3 separate regions of the Mus musculus genome follow, and regions 1 and 2 are each linked to region 3. A link is a contact called in public HiChIP or PLAC-seq data. All regions are on one chromosome and are shown on one strand. Each heading gives the region's core, a stretch centred on a gene start, on an enhancer-like site or on the middle of the called end of the contact. The rest is flanking DNA. Distances are from core to core; before and after follow the strand shown.

Region 1 (2,700 bases), core at 38-2,537, 130 kb after region 3:
TTGACTCTTGGCCTCCAGAGCTGTTAAGAAAATAACTTGCTATTGCTTTTTACCAGTAGTCTGGTGATTCTAACAGCCACAGGAAACAAATACAATTGACCCTCTCTGATGATTAGTCTTGATTGACAACTCAATAGGATTTAGAATCTAAATGGAAACCAACCTCTGAGTGTTTCTGTGAGGGAGTCTCTAAGTTAGGTTAGTGGAGGTAGAAGGGATCCTCTGTAAATGTGGGCCGCACTGTTCCGTGAGCTGGGGTCCCTGACTGAAGAGAGAAGGGAACAGGGCTTCGGCATTCATATCTCTTTGGCTGTGAATGGAACGGGACTAGCTGCCTCTCTATCCTACCGTTATGCCTTCTGCAGCCATGGTGGACCATAGCCCTTTGAATTGTGAGCCAGAATAAACCTCTCCTTCCCTAGGTCGTTCTTGTCTGCTATTTTGTCACAGCAAGAAGAGAAGTAGCCAATACAGCCTTCTAGACAATCCTTAAGATGTGAGAAAAAAATCACATCTGACGTGGACAGGAAGCAATTTCCAGGATTGCAGATCCCAATCTGAGATATTCTCAAAGGCCTCACTGAGCCTCTGAAAAGGTCCTATCTGCTGCTGTTAGCATATCTATACTGCAGCCATGATTTCAAGCCATGTTCCTTACTGTAGATATCCTCCACCTAGAGTACTTTAGGAAGACCTTGTCATACTCTTTAATTTTCCAGAAACCTTGGATGGTCCAACTAAGCAGATCTGAGGTAACATGGCTAGTGGCTGCAGGGGTGGGGGCTCGAGTTTCTGGTTATGTATAATCCAGGAATCTGTTTATAATTGTATAAGACCTCTGTCCATCCCATCTCTGTATCAGAAACACAAGCAGATCTATTTAATGTTGATGTTTGAGGTTCAGAAAACAGTAAACCAGAATATCATGGAATTCCCTGAAGCCCAGTTTTCCGGGATAAAATGCATGAAACTGGAAGCTGGAGGTAGACCAGATGATCTGCTAGATCTGTGTGCCTCATCTGTTTAGGACCTCCAGGGCTTCTTTAAGCATCCTTGGAAAAAAATGAGACAGTGCATATAGACTAAACTCAACCGTCATCCTGACCTACACACATCTGCTCTCTGGTGCTTCCATCTCCTCTTTCCCTTACAGACATAAGAGTGTTCCAGAAAATCAAACTGCCAAACCGAAGAAGCCTACTATCGAGACTATATTCTGATGCATTGGATTGCCATCACCTCTCATTAGCAGCAAAACTTATGGCTTGGTCTTCCAGCTAACACTCCCTGCCCCGGTCCCGTGCCCATTAGCAGTCCAGAGTGCATGAATCACTATACAAACAGTTCATGCCCCTGTACCACTGCAAGCTAAACAAATTCTTTCCATGTGAGCCTTAATGTTAAAAAAAAAAAAAGAAAAAAAGAAAAAGATATGCAGGAAAGAAAGATCATTTTGAAAAGAACTCCAGAAAGAAAAGGAAATGAGAGTCGTGTTGGCCATGTGCTAGAAGGGCCTGGCCAGACTTCCTTCCTTCATGATTGCTGCTGTGGCTGCCTCTTAGGAAGGGCTCTCCGTGAAAGGCTGCAGGGTCAGTGCAGAGGCAGGAGTAGCAGAATGTGCTAGAATGTGGCCAAGGACAGAAAGCATGAAAATGAAGTAAAAGATGCAAAAGATGCTGTATGGAACAGTGAGCTCCTTGTCTGTAATCCCAGCTCACTAGTGGCTGAGGGAAATCAGGAGTTCAAGGCCAGCCTGAGCTACATGTTAAACTATTCACAAAGCTTCAGCCAGAACTATCAATTAGGTGCCGAGGCTAGCAATAGGAAAAAGGCAGGGTTCAGCTCAGAAGGCGGGCCAAGGAAACATCAAGGTGGAGAGAGCTTGTCCAACTGACTTAAAATAGGTTTTCCCTGCTAAAGGCAGGTAGGGTTGAGATATCCCTAAACTATCCACAGGATTCTTTCTGCAGCTGAGCCCTGCAGGTCCCAAAGAACAAATGCACAGAAGAGACTGACACAAGTTTGGTCAGAGGCCATATGCCAGGGCGAGGAGAAACTCCTCTTTTTCCTTTTTAAATTGACACCCCTCCCTCTCTTCCATTTCTATCCTTCTGGCATCTAACTTTCTATTTCCCGAGGTGTTGAGTGTGTCCTGAGTGGCCGAAAATCCAGAGCAGGATGTTCAAGACCCATGAGTAGGACTGTGGCCTGTGAGTCAAACCTTTGGGAAGTCATAGCTATTCCCTGACTTCTCATATTTCCAGGATCTGAGCTTGCCTATCTCTGGACCTTCTTACCTCCGCTCAACCCTGCCTTCTCTCTCCTCCCACCTTCTGAACAGAAGCTAGCTCTACCCTTCTGGGCTCCCAGGTTGGCCCTCTCTATTCTTAATCCAGTCCCACAGAAAAGTTGCTTAACAGTTAGCCTATTATTTCTTTTTCGGATTGTGGCTGGGGTGCAGACAATCTTTACAGTACAGTGAGTTGTTTAGCAGAGTCTTTTCTTTGAGAAAGTTACATTTGCAGCCACTCAGTCATTAGAAATGTGAAGAAATGCCATCTTGATATATAGAGGAACCATGATGACTAGCCTAGGCAATACCCACCCCCCCACCCCCCCCCCACACCAAATATCCATCCATCGGGACCTAGGATGAGCATTTGGGGGATACAGGCTCTTTATACATGCAATAAATTGAGA
Region 2 (2,700 bases), core at 188-2,687, 180 kb before region 3:
GGAAACATACTGCCTTTGCCCTGACTAGTCTAAGAACACTGAGTTGGCTTATGTTGTCATGCCAACTCTCTCTGGTAGATTTTTATGTGCAGTCTCCAGGACTCCTGGATTGCGAGGGATTCTGGGGCCCTCTGTCAATTCTTAGTATGTCTTAATCAATTAATGATGTCTGCTATGGAAGTGAGGGCTGGGGGGGGGGGGTTGGGTACCTGTGCCCTATATGCCTGTCTTTATGATTAGTAGGTAAGTGGTGTGGAAGATGGTGGAACGTCAGCAGAGGTGGAGGAAGAAAACACACAGGATGGCCGGAGTACCAGTGTACTGACTATAGTTCTGGAAGGCAGAAGTCCAACGTGAAGTTGTGGGTTGGGTTGACCCCATAGAGTACTGTGAAGTGACTGTTCTGCTGTGCTGTCCCCTAGCTTCTGAAAGTTTACTGGCCATCTTTGTCACTCTGTGCCTGACGGATGTGACACTCTGACCCGCAGCCTCATGCCCATATGGTGCCCTCCCTATGTGCAGGTGTGTCCTAATTTCTCTGTTTCCTGGGGACAACAGTCATGTTGGATCAGGACTCCATCTCGACCTGTCAGCGCCATCTGCAGTGGCCTGATTTCCGAACAAGGTCACGTTCCCAAGCAGAGGGCTGAGGACTTAAGTGTAGAGATACAGCTCTTCCACATATGGCCTCTCTCCCTGTGGCCAGCCTTTACTTCCAAGTTTTCTTCTGGCTTGTGATGTGTCACTAGTAGAGTGGAGCTGGAATATTCTGTGTGTGATAATCAGAGCCAGGGGACTCTCGACATTCAGAGAACTGCTGGACCAGAGGGTCAATTGACTCACAGCCGATAGGGAATTAAGCCACGAGCATTGGATGGACAGGGGTAGAAGGGACAGGGGAGGAAAGAGGCAGGGAGAGGGAGGGAAAGCCCAGCAGGAGTTGCAAATACACGGTGTGCAGTAATCTGGTTTCTTTGGTCTTTCCCTGTCTGGGTGCATTTTCTACTGAAGAGACCCTTAAGAGATGCAGAAACCTGGATCAGGTTGTCTCCTCTTGTACTGACCCCATCAGGGAGTCTGCCGAGCTCCCTAGGTCCTGACACATGCTCTGGTGGTCCAGGGAGCAGCATCAAGCAGGGTGATTTGTTTTAGACGTTCATTTGCTGTGTGTATCAGGAGCCAGAGCTGCTATTGTCATGTTGTTGAGAATGTGTGTTCTTAATACAGGACAAGGAATGTGCTTGTAAGTCACCCCTGAGGGTCACCATGGTTATGGGACTACTGAGGCCAGAGATAAGGAGACATACAGAGGGATCCTGCCTTCACTTTCTTCTGAGCAGAGAGAAACCCAGGTGGCCTTTCTTGGAACAACAGTGAGGCCCTGTCTTTGAGAAATCTGTCACTAGAGGGCGCTATTTCCCTTTGTTTCTGCAAGTTCCTCACCTGGGTTGTTCAAGGAAAGGCTCTGCAGGCCTGTGCAGTCTTAATGGGCCAGACTCACTCATGGTTGTTAGGAGAAACCCCTAAACAGGACATTGTCTGTTTTAGATTGTGCCTGGGACTCAGATACCCATGCTCTCAGTGAGGAGGGACGTCCCTTGCCCAGAGCGGGGATGTTCACAGCTAATTTGACCTCGCCAGTCCCCAGTGCAGACACAGTTGTTAACCGACTCCTAGTGGAGCTAAGCAGGCACTGTGGATGTTTGTTTATAGTGTTGTAAGTTCCACCCTGCCTTCTCTGAAAGCTCCTTCAGTTCTGAGGCTGTCACAGTGCAAGAGATGGTGAACACATCCTGGTATTTCAGGAACACAGCTTAGAGCTGCACTCTCCCCCCTTAGACAAGAGGCGTCTCTTCATTAAAAACAAAACAAAACACCACCACCACCACCAACAACAACAACAACAACAACAAAAAAAACCCGAAATCTTTTCTCCCTGTAGTGGCATTCTTGTGGCCCAGGCCTCTTCTGTCTATTGGTTCTGTAATATGGCCAGGCTTCTGAAGTCACTGAGGCGAGACGAGGCTGGGCTGGGGTTGTACAGATCAGTGTGTACCAGCCTCCCAGCGGGAATGGGAAAGAGAACAGGTGGGCAGGGCCTGTGCCAGCCACTTCCGAAGCATGGAGTGGCAATGGGTTTTGCTGCCCTGGGGATCAGCACTGCCCAGATAAATGGATGCTCCTGTGTCCTCCCCAGGGTCCTAACCTTGCGCCTGTCTCCTCACAGTGGAACATGGTCTGGCCCGGGCTGCCCAGACCTGGGGGACTTCACTGTTCCACTGTGATCTGGCAGTGTTCCCCTCCTTTGGCAACTCAAGCTGTGCATCCTACATCCCAGATTGCAGGGTTTCAGTGGATCTGAGAAACTCACTATCCCCAGGATGGGCACCTAAGTTTAGGCTTTGGGGTCAGAGGCAGAGAAGGTCATAGGATATATGAGTCCCAAATAGACTTGGTGGGTGAGTTCATGGGAAGACAAGGACATGAACATGGGAATCAGAATCACACCTCAGTGAATCTTCTGTCCCCTATTTGAGCTGCCCCTGGAGTCTGGTCCTTAGGCTCCTAGTAGCCAGATTCTGAGCAAGTAGGCAAATGAAAAGATCAGACAGCTAGGTTGGCATTCTTAAAAAATCCAGTGTGTGGAGCCTGTCTTAGTTAGGGTTTCATTGTTGAGAACAGACATGATGACCAAGGCAA
Region 3 (2,700 bases), core at 200-2,699:
CCTCTTTGCTGTTCATTCTTCATAGCTGCCTCTTTCCTTCTATCTCTAGTGAGATCCATCCAGGTTCTTTCTCTGGTCTTTGTACAGTCTCAGTCAGATGAGAGTCTGCTTGCTGGGGTGAATGCCCACATGTGCAGTCAAGCCTTTAGCCTTTCTCCACTGCACTTACTAAGTGCTGGCACATTGCTCCCTGTAAACCTGGACCATTTTGCCAACAGATCTGTGTAGCATCCTCACACAGCCTGGGTTCATCAGGTGGCAGAGATCAAACCCTGTACCTGTGTCAGTCCTTTGGGGACTGATGTACACGTACTTTCCCTGCCAATATTGGGATGTTTGTTTGTTTGTTTGTTTATTATATGTAAGTACACTGTAGCTGTCTTCAGACACCCCAGAAGAGGGCATCAGATCTCATAACAGATGGTTGTGAGCCACCATGTGGTTGCTGGGATTTGAACTAAGAACCTTTAGAAGAGCAGTCAGTGCTCTTAACCACTGAGCTATCTCCCCAACCTGGTTTTTAAAGCTCTCTCTTCTCTCTCTCTCTATGTGTGTCTCTCTTCTTCTTCTTCTTCTTCTTCTTCTTCTTCTTCTTCTTCTTCTTCTTCTTCTTCTTCTTCTTCTTCTTCTTCTTCTTCTTCTTCTCCTCCTCCTCCTCCTCCTCCTCCTCCTCCTCCTTCTCCTTCTTCTTCTCTTCTTTCCTTTTCTCTCCCCTCTTCATGACCAATTTTTGAATTCAGTTTTAGTGAATTTTATGTCAAATACTCATCACCATCTTGATCCCTCTTGTGTAACTTTCCAAGACTTCTCTATTACTTTTCTAGTATTTAGCTCTTTGTTCAACAAAATTGTTGTTCTTGTTGTTCATCTAAACTTTGAAAATGTGTTCACTTGTTTGAAAATTGTTTCATGATGTGTCTTTGCTATCAAGTTCTCCCCCCCACCCCCCTGGAATTTTCTTTGGAGTCCTTCTGGTTGAAGACTCTTAGTGGTTAAAAAGAAATATTTTGTTCATAAAAGTTATCTCCAATTGGTCTTTGCTTCGATATGTACTTACTGAGCTGACAACGCCATTCTGGCTTGCTAAGGATATCCCTGTACGTCTTCTGGTTCTAGTCACGCTAATAACAAGGCAGAGGATTTGCCTTTGCATGGAGTCTGGACTCTGCTAACCTGAGCTCTCCCAACTCATCTTGTGTAGCCTTGCTCTCGGTTTTGTTGAAGAGAGAATTTGAGAACATTAAAGAAATAACTGGTCTTTGAGTAGATTTCCTTGAATCTTTAGGGGTTGTTAATGGGTGTTCCAGACTTGACTCGATTAATGAGTGGGGGCCCAAGCAGCACAAAGAAAGAATGACTATTTTGCTAAGAAAGCCACACCTTCAGGATGAGGTTGAGACAAAGAAAAAAAAAATACCGTCTCTGTGGTGAAGCCCCACACACAAAAGCATTCTTTATTCCTGAGGTGAGTCATGGACCAGCAACGTTAGTGGGAGAGCCAAGCTCCAGCGGGAAGTTTAAAGTGTTGACTAAAGAAAGAGAAAGCACTGAACTTCACATTATCTAACTTCTCAAGAGGATCGCAAACATTTATTAGACATCATTTCAATCAAGTAGAGAATGCTGTGCTTGCTTTGTATTTAAATCTAATCATGTGAGCTCTTCAGAAATTAAATAACCTAATGTGATTCCTATTTATACTGACTAGATTGAAAAAAGAAAAAAAGGCCTATTCCTTTTCTATTTGAATAATGGACACCATCTATACCATACCAGACATAGGGAATTTTTTTTAATTTATTTTTTACACTGAATATTCCATTCTTCATCCTCCCCCATCCACCTTCCAACTGCTCCACATCCCACACTTCCTCCACACTCCCCTGTCTCCACATAGATGCCCCCACCCCCACCCCACCTGACCTCTAAACTCCCTGGGACCTCCAGTCTCTTGAAGGTTAGGTACATCATCTCTGAATGAACATAGACCCGGAAGTCCTCTACTTTATGTGTGTTGGGGGCCTTATATCAGTTGGTGTATACTCTCTGTTTGGTGGTCCAGTGTTCAAAAGATCTCAGGGGGTCCAGATTAATTGAGACTACTGGTCTTCCTACAGGACCCGCTTTCTCCTCAGCTTCTTTCAGCCTTCCCTAATTCAACAACAGGGGTCAGCTGCTTCTGTCCATTGGTTGGGTGTAAATATCTGCATATGACTCTTTCAGCTGCTCGTTGGGTCTTTCGGAGGGCAGTCATGAGAGGTCCCTTTTTGTGAGAATACCCTTAATTTTGGGTTTGGAAGGGGGTAGGTGGGTACATCTTTGCTCCTGTGGATGGAGGTATAGGACAATCCCATGTGTCCTTCTTCAGGTGCCACTGACCTTGTTTTGAAGAAACGGTCTCTCACTGGCCTGGAACTCACGTCAGCTAGGATAACTGGCCAATAAGCCCCCAAGGATCTGCCTGTCTCTATGTCCCCCACCTCTGCTATTATAAGCATGCACTAGCATGCTTGACTTAAAAAACAAAAAAACCTTGATTTTGTGTCATTCTTAAAATAAAGGGTGAAGTCCTTACTGAATGAATTGAGGTCTTTCCAAGCTTTGTTTTTTCCTGGCAAAGTGTAATCTGCATCATCTGACTTAGACCTCGGATCTGATCCCAGTTCCCCCATAGACCCTGCAGGGACCTTCCTTCTATGG

What was found. HiChIP or PLAC-seq counts read pairs in DNA pulled down with a chosen protein or histone mark.
Region 1: a CTCF HiChIP or PLAC-seq map of the NIH/3T3 cell line shows a contact between it and region 3, with 9 read pairs. The contact joins two enhancer-like sites. A contact is called at or near these places in 1 of 39 promoter capture datasets (hippocampal neurons), 1 of 15 datasets of contacts at CTCF or cohesin (the NIH/3T3 cell line), 1 of 484 Hi-C or Micro-C datasets (muscle stem cells), 4 of 115 datasets of contacts at active chromatin or transcription factors (the NIH/3T3 cell line, acute myeloid leukemia, bone marrow-derived dendritic cells and 1 more) and 1 of 9 other capture datasets (embryonic stem cells).
Region 2: a contact with region 3 is called in an HNF4G HiChIP or PLAC-seq map of pancreatic cancer cells. The contact joins two enhancer-like sites. A contact is called at or near these places in 11 of 39 promoter capture datasets (cranial neural crest, embryonic stem cells, hematopoietic stem and progenitor cells and 6 more), 6 of 484 Hi-C or Micro-C datasets (the C2C12 cell line, the HPC-7 cell line, cortical neurons and 1 more) and 1 of 115 datasets of contacts at active chromatin or transcription factors (pancreatic cancer cells).

What each region holds. Positions count from the first base shown.
Region 1 is chr1:88,661,619-88,664,318 of GRCm38.p6, forward strand. No RefSeq gene overlaps it. Among named protein-coding and RNA genes, the nearest start is that of Arl4c, 39 kb to the right of the region's middle. Within about 2 kb of position 1,288, at least 45 of the 459 cell types and tissues checked have an H3K27ac peak or open chromatin away from gene starts, as enhancers often do. A contact at or near this core is called in the NIH/3T3 cell line, where this site is marked.
Region 2 is chr1:88,356,229-88,358,928 of GRCm38.p6, forward strand. The region is part of intron 18 of Trpm8 (transient receptor potential cation channel, subfamily M, member 8); the gene reads left to right. Among named protein-coding and RNA genes, the nearest start is that of Gm51639, 26 kb to the left of the region's middle. Within about 2 kb of position 1,438, at least 21 of the 459 cell types and tissues checked have an H3K27ac peak or open chromatin away from gene starts, as enhancers often do. A contact at or near this core is called in pancreatic cancer cells, where this site is marked.
Region 3 is chr1:88,532,837-88,535,536 of GRCm38.p6, forward strand. No RefSeq gene overlaps it. Among named protein-coding and RNA genes, the nearest start is that of Gm19589, 17 kb to the right of the region's middle. Within about 2 kb of position 1,450, at least 47 of the 459 cell types and tissues checked have an H3K27ac peak or open chromatin away from gene starts, as enhancers often do. A contact at or near this core is called in the NIH/3T3 cell line and pancreatic cancer cells, where this site is marked.